Regions from separate parts of the Sus scrofa genome. Here region 2 is linked to region 1. The links are chromatin contacts, called in public HiChIP or PLAC-seq maps. All regions are on one chromosome and are shown on one strand. The core of a region is the stretch at or near the end of the contact, and the rest is flanking DNA. Distances in the headings are between cores, read along the strand shown.

Region 1 (4,910 bases), core at 1,282-3,781:
GATAACACCCCAGGAATTCAGTCTCCTGTTAGAATCTGAGGCAGTAAACCCTGGATTCCTATATGGTGATGCACGTGTGCCTGTGCAAGCACACGCACACACACACACACTCTCTCTCTCTCTCCTTTCCCTTTCTCTTTCTCCCTCCCTCTCCCACTCACCAGACAGGGCAGGGCCCCAGAGTCTACCAAGATTAAGAATAGATCATGGATTAATGCCATTTGTTGATCCTAAAAAGATTCTGAACTAACCTCAGGGATTTAGGGGACTGCAGTGGCCTTCCAATTCTTTTCCTGGTTTCTGTTCTTGCCTCCTCGAGCCTCTTCACACAGCAGCCAGTGAGCCCTTAGATTGTAAATCGATTGTGTCACCTCTGCTCCCACCTGCCCAGGTGGCATCTCTTCAGTCTTAGAATGCAGCCTGAAGGTCCTCTGGGGCCCTTGCCCTCATTGCCTCTCCTGCACATTCCCTGCCATTCTCCCCTTGCTGTCTGTGCTCCAGCCACACCAGTCCGCCTGTAATTCCTTTTTAAATTGTGGTAAAATATTTATAACATAAAAATTTCCATTTTTAACCCTTTTTTGAGTCTATAATTCAGTGGCATTAAGTACATTCACATTGTTATACAACCATCACTGCTGTCCATCTCCAGAACTTTCCCATCATCCCAAACTGAAGTTACATACCATTAAATATTAATTCCTCATTCCCTTCTTCCCTCAGCCCTGTTAACTACTATTCTACTTTTTTCTATGAACTTGACATTTTATGTACCTCATATAAATGAACATACAAATATATAATATTTGTCCTTTTGTGCCTGCCTTATCTCATTTAATGTAATGTTTTCAGGATTCATCAATTTTGTTGAATGTTAGAATTTCCTTCCTTTTGAAGGCTGAATAATATTCCATTGTATGTATATACACGGTTTGTTTATCCTTGTTTCCAAAATTTGGCCTCTGTCCCCTGGTGCCGAATAGAAACTCAGAGACAGTTTTGGGTGAAGGAGAAATGAATAGCTTTTATTGCTTTGCCAGGCAAAGGAGGTCACAGCAGGCTAATGCCCTAAAGACTGTGCCCTCTTTTGGGGAAGAATTGCAAGGAGTTTTATAGTCTAAGTGAAGAAAAACAGGGTTTCAGGAGCTCCCTTGTGGTGCAGCGGGTTAAGGATCCAGCGTCACTGCAGCATCTTGGACCCTGCTGTGGCTCAGGTCTGATCCCTGACCAGGGAATTTCCACATGCTGCAGGCATGGCCAAAAAAAAAAAAACAAAAACAAAAACACAAAAAACAAAACAAGGGTTCCAGATAAGAATCAGGGTTGAGACAAACATGCATTCTTTCTCTCTGGGAAACTTAGTCATGAAAGCTGGTGTCAAGAGATCTCAGCATAATCCTGGTGGTGGTCCCCTGGGTTATGGCATCTTGACTTTTCCTGGAATGACAATACTTGCGAAAAGGGCGTATTTATCAGAGATTAGAGCAAACTAGGAAAATTCCTAAAAAACATCATGTGCTTATAATCTTTAACCCACAGGCTGTTGTGCTCATGGCACCTCATCTTTAGTTTACAGGTGATTGTGTTTAGGGTGCAATCAGACTAGGGAGAAGCACTAGGAAGAGCTCCAAGCCATTCAGTTTTTTGGTTTGTTGGTTGATTTTGTTTTTTGTCTGTTTTTTTAGGGCTACACCCGCAGCATATGGAGGTTCCCACGCTAAGGGTCTAATCGGAGCTATAGCTTCCAGCCTATGCCACAGCCACAGCAACGCCAGACCCAAGCTGTGTCTGAGACCTACAGCAATGCTGGATCCATAACCCACTGATTGAGGCCAGGGATTGAACCCACAACCTCATGGTTCTTAGTCGGATTCGTTTATGCTGTGCCACTCTTAAAGACTCAAATTTTAAGTGTATTTATCAGGAAAACTGTGATAGGAACTCCTAAAGTCTCAAATTTTAGGTGTATTTTCAGGAAAACTACCATAGAGACTTAACATTGACCTTTTCAGGTTATATTTTATCATTGCTTTTAGGCAAGAGTCTAATTTACCTTTTTGCTAGCTAATACCTTTATATAAATCACAGAAACCTGTCAGATACCCTGGATCTGGAGGCCCCTCACCTCTCCCCACTCTTGTTATACTATAGAATGTGATACACCAATGTTGTTTCTTACAGATTTAAGAAGGGTGATTTTTTTGAGGACGGAGAAGGGCTTGAAGGAATGGCATGAAGATGTAGAAGGCAAAGTGTCTGGCATGACAAGGAACAGGGCATGGCCTAGGGTTTGTTGAGGACATGGCAGGAGATGAATCTGAAAAACTTGGTATCTCTGGGCCTCTAGGCCCTGGGGTGGTTGGACTTGACTCTGTGGGCATCTAGGGGCACTTTCTGGGTTTGAGGTGTGCCTGACTCAGTCCACTGTCTCTAGCGGGAGCCTTTCCCAAAGCTTCTTGCCTCCAGAGCAGGCACTGAGACTTTGAGGTTGGGCACTGAGCCTGGTTTCACTTGATGGCATGACAGTCATGTGTTCATTCATCAAGGGCCTGACCAACACTGGGTGGGACCAGGAGCCAGGCCTCCAGGTCCTCTCAGTCTCTCTCTGATAGTTAACTCATTCCTGGGTTTGGCTGTCAGGCTGGGGCTCTGGATTTCTGAAGTTACTTGGCTGCCTGTTAGGTCAAAAGGAATGATTCATTTGTGTTTGTAAGCTGTAAGCTATTCATTAGCATTCAAGATAATACCTCACATTTATATGACACCACAGTGCTTTCACATAAATTAGCTCATTTGATGTGATCTTCAAAACAAGCCTGTGAGATATGCAAGGACTATTAGCTCCAATTTATAGATGAGAAGACTGAGGCTGAAAGGGTTTAATTGATTTGCCCAGCATAAGGTGGCTAGTAAATGCAGAGCACCTGCCCAAACCTGTATTTTCTACTCTTCTTTCAGAGCTGTTTCCATGACCCACACCTCAGGAGCAATTAGGGCAACAGGAGACAGGTCTGCAGGCCCCAGAGAGCCTCACATTCCCATCAGTGATACAGATAGAGCTTTGACTCCGTGCATGAAGTTGCACGACCTGGGCGAACCCGAAGGGTATTAAGCTGACCTGGACAGCTTGAGGAAGTGTGTTTAAATTTCCGTGAAAAATGCCGCAGTGGAGTTTTCATTTCAGCTAAGGTAGAATTCAAAATATTCTCTGTTTGTGTAGCTGCTTTCCCTATTTTTTGCTGTTCCTGAGCACTGTTAAATTTAGTTATTTTTCTTTAAACCTACTCACTAGTTTTTACTAATATGAATTTGTTTATAAAGGGCACTAGTGCATTAAGGGGAAAAAAATACATATATATGATGTAAGAAGTACCAGGGCCCAGAGAGAGAGAGAGAGTTCTGCACTCTCGGCAGAGAATGGCTTCGGGTATAGGGACCCAGGTCTCCAGAGCTTGAGAGTGACAGCAGGCAGTGGGGAGAGGTGATGGGCTTCGAGACCCAGGGTATCTGAGGGGTGGGATCTCCAACCTGAAAGAAGGCAGGCAAGGACTTTGAAGTCTGAGTGTGATGCAAGTCTGCTCAGGGTAAGGGTGGGAGAGAGAGGCAGACCCAGAAAGCAGGAAGCATCTGAGGCGGTGGCGGGGGCGGGGTGGGGGGGGGCAGGCTGTAGACCGGGCTCTAGGTGGGTAGCTGGTTTGGGGAAGTGGGTCGAGAGGAGGACAGGGCAGGAGTTAAGGCCCAAGAAGGGATACTGGGAGGGCTAAAGGGGGACCTAGAGGCCAGAGCCCAAGGAATGGGAGGACCTGAATAGTGACCTCAGGGATGGGCTTGGGGTCCAGATCCCAAAGGGCGCATAAGGGAAGTACAAGGGGAGAAGCAGCCCAGGCACCATGCGTGGTCCCAGTTGGTCTAGGCTATGCAGGTCTCTGTCTCGAATCTGGGCCATGGGCCATGGTTACCCGACTACAAGAGATGTTGGTGTAAGATCTGGGTTCCCCCAGAGTCATCTTGGTACTACCAGCAGGCCCACGTTTAGGAATGTTGAGCTGAGGGTGCTGGTCTCGGGGGTGGCTGGCATCCTGCCTGCTCACAGTTTCTGCAGGAATTTGGGGATTTCTCTGTAGTGCTGTTGCAGTGTGGACCACAAGCTGTAGGGAACGAAAGTGGCCAATCTTTTAGGTAGAGGGGACTTCCAGGTAAGTGCTTAGAGCTCTGTGGATTACTTCCTGCCTATGACATCAGGCAGTCACATAACCTCTGGCATTGTGGCTAGTACAGGGGTGGGGAGCTGTCTGCCTCCCCAGGCTTGGGGAGAAATTACTGCCCAGACCTAGATTACTGACTGTTCTCAGTCCTGGAACTGGGCCTGTAATGGCTTCCTAGCTGATTCACCAGCATGGTTTGTTCATTTAGTAACTGTTGTCGCATAGAGTTGCCTCCTTGTGTGTCCTCCGTATCTGGAAGTACAGAGGCACACAATAAATATTGTCTGACCGATGAGTCTGGCTTTTGAGAACTGGACTTAATTACTTGCACCACTTACCTGGCTCCAAGTTTTGTTATAGGAAAGGATAGCAGTCTTTTAAAAAATAATGATTGCTTCTTTGTAGGGCACCTTTCTTTTAGGTTAATGATGGCTATTATTTATTAGACTGCTCAGTACCTGGCTTTTTTGTGTGAGTCAGGGTTCATTCCTCTCAAGAGGTAAAGCTGGAGGCAGGTGGATTTTCAGAGACTCTTGCTGGGTGCTTGGCACCAAGCCCAAGGGAGATGGTGGGAGACCCAAGTCCAAGCTCCTCTCCCTGCTTCGGGCTCAGGTTGCTGCCAGTGGACGAACGAGTGATGGAGCCCCCAGGAAGGGCTGGGTGGGTGGCTGTTAATTCATGACTTATTCTTTCTCTCTGTGATGT
Region 2 (4,910 bases), core at 644-3,143, 310 kb after region 1:
ACAATGAGAACAGCTGAGATTCTTTATTTCTGGGAATGACATTGCCAGAATAAATGAGACTCAGAGTCCAACAAGGGCTACACGCCTTTTAAAAACACCAGATATTTAATCCTCAAGAGGGTCAAAGTTAATCACCTTTTTTTTTTTTTTTCCATGGCTGCACCTGTGGCATGTGGAAACTCCCAGGCTAGGGGTCAAATCAGAGCTGCAGCTGCTGGCCTATGCCACAGCCACAGCAACCCCAGATCCAAGCCATGTACGCAACCTACACTGCAGGCAGCTCATGGCAATGCCAGATCCCTAACCCACTGATCGAGGCCAGGTGTGGAACCCACATCCTCATGGATACCAGCCGGATTCATAACCTGCTGTGCCACAACAGGAACCCTAATCACCGTTTTTTTAACTCCTTTGTGATAGACTTTAAATTGAACTCTTTGACACTTTGTAAGTTTTCAAATTTTTAGGCCCTATTACAGAAAAAAAAAAAAAAATATATATATATACACACACATTTGTCTTTTAAAATATATATGTATATATATGCACGTACACACATATAGATATGATTTTTTTGCTTTTTAAAACAATTTCAACATAACTATACTTACAGAAATACATTCACGTTGATTAATAGAATGCAATTTAAGTTTAACTTATCCTACAAAATTTGGTCCAAAAAAAGCTTGGTACCTGGTTTGCTTTAAAAAAGAAAGAAAAGGAGTTCCCATGTGGTGCAGCAGAAATGAATCGACTAGAAACCATGAGGTTGCGGATTCAATCCCTGACCTCACTCAGTGGGTTAAGGATCTGGGCATTGCTGTGAGCTGTGGTGTCAGCCAGCAGCTGTAGCTCTCATTAGACCCCTAGCCTGGGAACTTTCATAAGCCATGGGTGCGGCACCTAAAAAGACAAAAGACAAAAGACAAAAAAAAAAGAAAGAAAGGAATTTGAAATCTGGTTTATTTTTCATCTATTACAAATGTATATAAAAGATCCTCCATCAAATGCTGCTAAAACAAACAGCAAGAACCTTGAGAAATTAACCTCTGGTTTGTCTCTGAAAAATAACACGTATTGCATCGCATAGTTTATAAAATTGGCGAAGAAAACATTGTCGTGATATTTCAATGCCAGTTTATAAAGTTCAATAACTATGAGATGTTGAGGAAGGTAGGGAGAGCCTATGTATGCATGTGAAAATGTAAAAGCTCTCCGATCTAGTTAATATTGCATATAGATCACAATTCTACTCAAACTAATATTCAGGTTAATTTTTTTTTTTTTTCTTCCTGGGGACAAACTGGAGCTACAGCGGCTGGTCTACGCCAGAGCCACAGCAACGCAGGATCCTTAACTCACTGAGCAAGGGCAGGGATTGAACCCGAATCCTCATGGATACCAGTTTGGTTTGTTACCTCTGAGACACATGGGGACTCCCAGATAATTTCTTAAATCGGAATTAACAGTATTAGTCCAGTTAACAAGGAAACTGCACAGTAGCTGTTTTTCTGATTTGTGCCAAAAAGAAAATGGAGTTTCTTCCCCGGTTTTTCAGTCCAGAACTGAAACTATAGGAAAGGTATTTCTTCCACTGCCAACATTCATGGGTGATATGGGATGACTTAAGCTTACATCTGAATTGGCACTCATATGCAAAATAGTCCCCAAAGTGAAAGACTACATGATATTAGAAGTGACTCTAAAATATAATTTTTAAACTATAGGACAAGAGACACATGACTTAAGTACCTTCCAAGGTAGATTAGGAAAGGAGGGATATTTTATGTACGTCACTTTTCAGCCTGCCCTGTCCCCTTGACTTCGTGACAGTAGGACTCCCCTCCCCCACCCCCATGATTAGTGCTAACATCACGAGGAAGCTGTATCTTGAGCAAGCCAAACAATCCAAAGCACTCGCCGGAATAAAACCACTGATTTGCTTCAGTCCTCACAATGTGGGAAGTGACTTTGTACAAACCAAGGAATCACACTCTTGAAATTTCCAGAAATTACTAGGTGATTTGCTGTTTAATCCAGTATCTGGGGAGCTTTTGAAATCAAGTCATTCTAATGCTTGAGACCCTCCCTCAGTTTTTCTTGAAAAGAAAAAGGGGTAAGCCAGAAAAGGAAACCGGAAGAGTTATGAGTAAGGGCCAGAGCCCAATATTTCTCACCCTTGAAGAACGAGTCCCCTTAAAGGAGAAGAAAAACATACCCAGCTTCTTGAAGGAAGTATAAAACATGAAGCTAAGGATACTTATCCTAATACTTATTACACTACTGTAAAAGCCCAGACAGAACTACAAGTTCAAACAAACTTATGACTCAAAACAATTCAAACTAAAATCATTAATTTTCTGTGATAATTGATACCGTGTTGCTGCACTGAATTCTGCCACCTGACGAGGGTGCCAACTACAAGGAAGCAGGTTCTTTGAGTTTAGCGCACTTCCTTCTACCAACTTCCACACGATTTTTTTCTTCTTGTTGTTTTGTACTGTCACCATTGACATATTCAATTTGTCTCTGTTCTTTTCTAATCAGAATGGAACAATTCTGGTGGAGCTGCTTGCACCACCTCTGTTGTAAATGCAAACTTGGAAACTGAGATGACACAGCAGTACTGGATTATAAGGTAATCGTACAAACTATTGGGAACATTATACATCAAAATTATAAACATTTGTTTAGGAGCTACCATCATGGCACAATGGAAATGAATCTGACTAGGAACCATGAGGTTTCAGGTTCGATCCCTGGCCTCGCTCAGTGGGTTAAGGATCCGGTGTTGCTGTGAGCTGTGGTGTAGGTGGAAGCCTTAACTCGGATCTGGTGTTGCTGTGGCTATGGTGTAGGCCAGCAGCTGTAGCTCTGATTGGACCCCTAGCCTGGGAACCTCCATATGCTTCAGGTATGGCCCTAAGAAGCAAAAAAACAAACAAAATTTGTTTAGCAGCAAAACTGAACATTCAAAATTAGAAGACTTCCCAGAGTATGTCCTTGGGTCTCAGTTTGAGAAAACCTTCCAGAGCCTAAACCTGAGGCTCTTAACCTTTTTTTTTTTTTTTTTTTTGGCCACACCCATGGCGTATGGAAGTTCCCTGAGCCAGGAATTGAACCTGCACTACAACAGCAACCCGAGCCAAAGTGACAACACCGGATCCCTAACCCTCTATGCCAAAAGGCACTCCATCCCCTCACCTTTTTTTATACCATGAGCTCTCTTTGGTGGCCTGATGAAGCCTCAGAAAAATATTTTGCATTAAACAATGATAGGATTGCAAAGGAAACCAGTTACATTGAAATTTAGTCATCAAAGTATTAAAAAATAAAAATGGAGTATTGATATATGCTTCTTTATGAATAATATATTAAGAATCTAGTGGCAGGTCTGATAACTCATAATTTCTAGGTAGCAATGAGTATAACTGATAGTTTGTGATATCTTCAACAACTGTAAAGTAATATTAAAAATATCTTATTTCCATAGATGACAAAGTCACCAGTTTTATTAATATTTCATAAAGCCATGAATTTACAACATTTCATATATTTCAGCAGAGGTGAGTGAAAACAAAGATGCAACTTTTCCCCAAGTTTACCAACCTCTTGAATTTTGTCCACGAACCTCTAAGGGGTCCCAAGGATCCCTGACAAGGGCCTCTGGTCTAAATCTTTCCCAAATAAAATGGTTAAAATTAGACACCCATATTCAAGATTAACCACAGGATGATTAAGGAGCTGCCTGGGTACATGGACCATCCATCTCTCTCCCTTCACAGAGCAACTGGCCAGGACCTAAAGCCAGCCCTCCTGGCCAGCAGATCTCTAAACCTCTGTGGCACCATACCATGAGAAGCTGAACTGTGCTGGCATGATGAGGTTCCTTCCTCACTCTTCTTTTATGCTTTTCGAAGATGCACTGCAGGCTGAGGCGTGTCTCCTCCCCTTTACTTAGCTCTCAGGAATGAAGCTCCTCCCCTGGGTGGAGCCCCACATTTTAGAGTATACCTAAGGGGTTCCCAAGTGCAGAGGAAAGGTCCTCAAGAGACTCTGCTCATCTCCTATGAGGAGGAGGGTGATGACACAGAGCACGATGACCTCTTTGGTTGTTAGGCAACTGGTCATGAGGAAGTGGGGCCAGGTGGAGCCAGAGACACCCAGCCAGTCACATGGATGCCCTCTCTACCCACCCTCTGGTTGGGAAGGGCTGAAATGCCCTGGGATTGCTAGGCAACAGAACAGAAATCACTGATGATGGTACGCAGAAGATTGTTATACTCTTGGTAGTCTGTAGAATGGGGGGGTGAGAGAGAGAGAGATGTGACCCATCACTTCCCCTGGAGGTCTAGAAGGGGGCTGAAAAAATCAAAATTTCTTTTCTGGGGGGTCGGGGGCATACCCATGGCATTTGGAAGTTCCCAGGCTAGGGGTCAAATGGGAGCTATAGCTGCCAACCTACACCATAGCCACAGCAGCACTGGTCCGAGCGGCATCTTCGACACAGCTCATGGCAATGACAGATTCTTAACTTGTTGAGCGAGGCCAGGGATCGAACCCATGTCCTCATGGATATTAGTCGGGTTTGTGACCACTGAGCCACAACAGGAACTCTAAGATCAAATTTCTAAAACAGCTTAAAGGAGCCTTTTGGGGTGGGGGTGTCCCAGCCAGGTTGACCATGAAACCTAGGGCTCACTGCAGTGTATTGAAGGCATGTCTCCCCTGGGGCATCCCTCTTCTTCCTGCACTAGGTCCTGTCAACACATGCCCTCCATTCTGGTCTGGATGCTAAAAGGGACAGGTAAGCAAATCCATCATAGGAACCCAAGTGATAAGACTTCCCAGCTGCTCCAGGCAATGTGGAGAATGAGCAAAAGACTGAGAACCAATCTCTTTGCCTCAAT

Evidence for each region. HiChIP or PLAC-seq counts read pairs in DNA pulled down with a chosen protein or histone mark.
Region 2: an H3K27ac HiChIP or PLAC-seq map of alveolar macrophages shows a contact between it and region 1. The contact joins two enhancer-like sites. A contact is called at or near these places in 1 of 5 promoter capture datasets (fetal liver) and 1 of 2 datasets of contacts at active chromatin or transcription factors (alveolar macrophages).

Annotation. Positions count from the first base shown.
Region 1 is chr1:130,523,365-130,528,274 of Sscrofa11.1, forward strand. The region is part of intron 1 of DNAJC17 (dnaJ homolog subfamily C member 17); the gene reads left to right. Among named protein-coding and RNA genes, the nearest start is that of ZFYVE19, 7.9 kb to the left of the region's middle. Within about 2 kb of position 2,532, at least 3 of the 83 cell types and tissues checked have an H3K27ac peak or open chromatin away from gene starts, as enhancers often do. A contact at or near this core is called in alveolar macrophages, where this site is marked.
Region 2 is chr1:130,831,103-130,836,012 of Sscrofa11.1, forward strand. No RefSeq gene overlaps it. Among named protein-coding and RNA genes, the nearest start is that of CHST14, 14 kb to the right of the region's middle. Within about 2 kb of position 1,894, at least 2 of the 83 cell types and tissues checked have an H3K27ac peak or open chromatin away from gene starts, as enhancers often do. A contact at or near this core is called in alveolar macrophages, where this site is marked.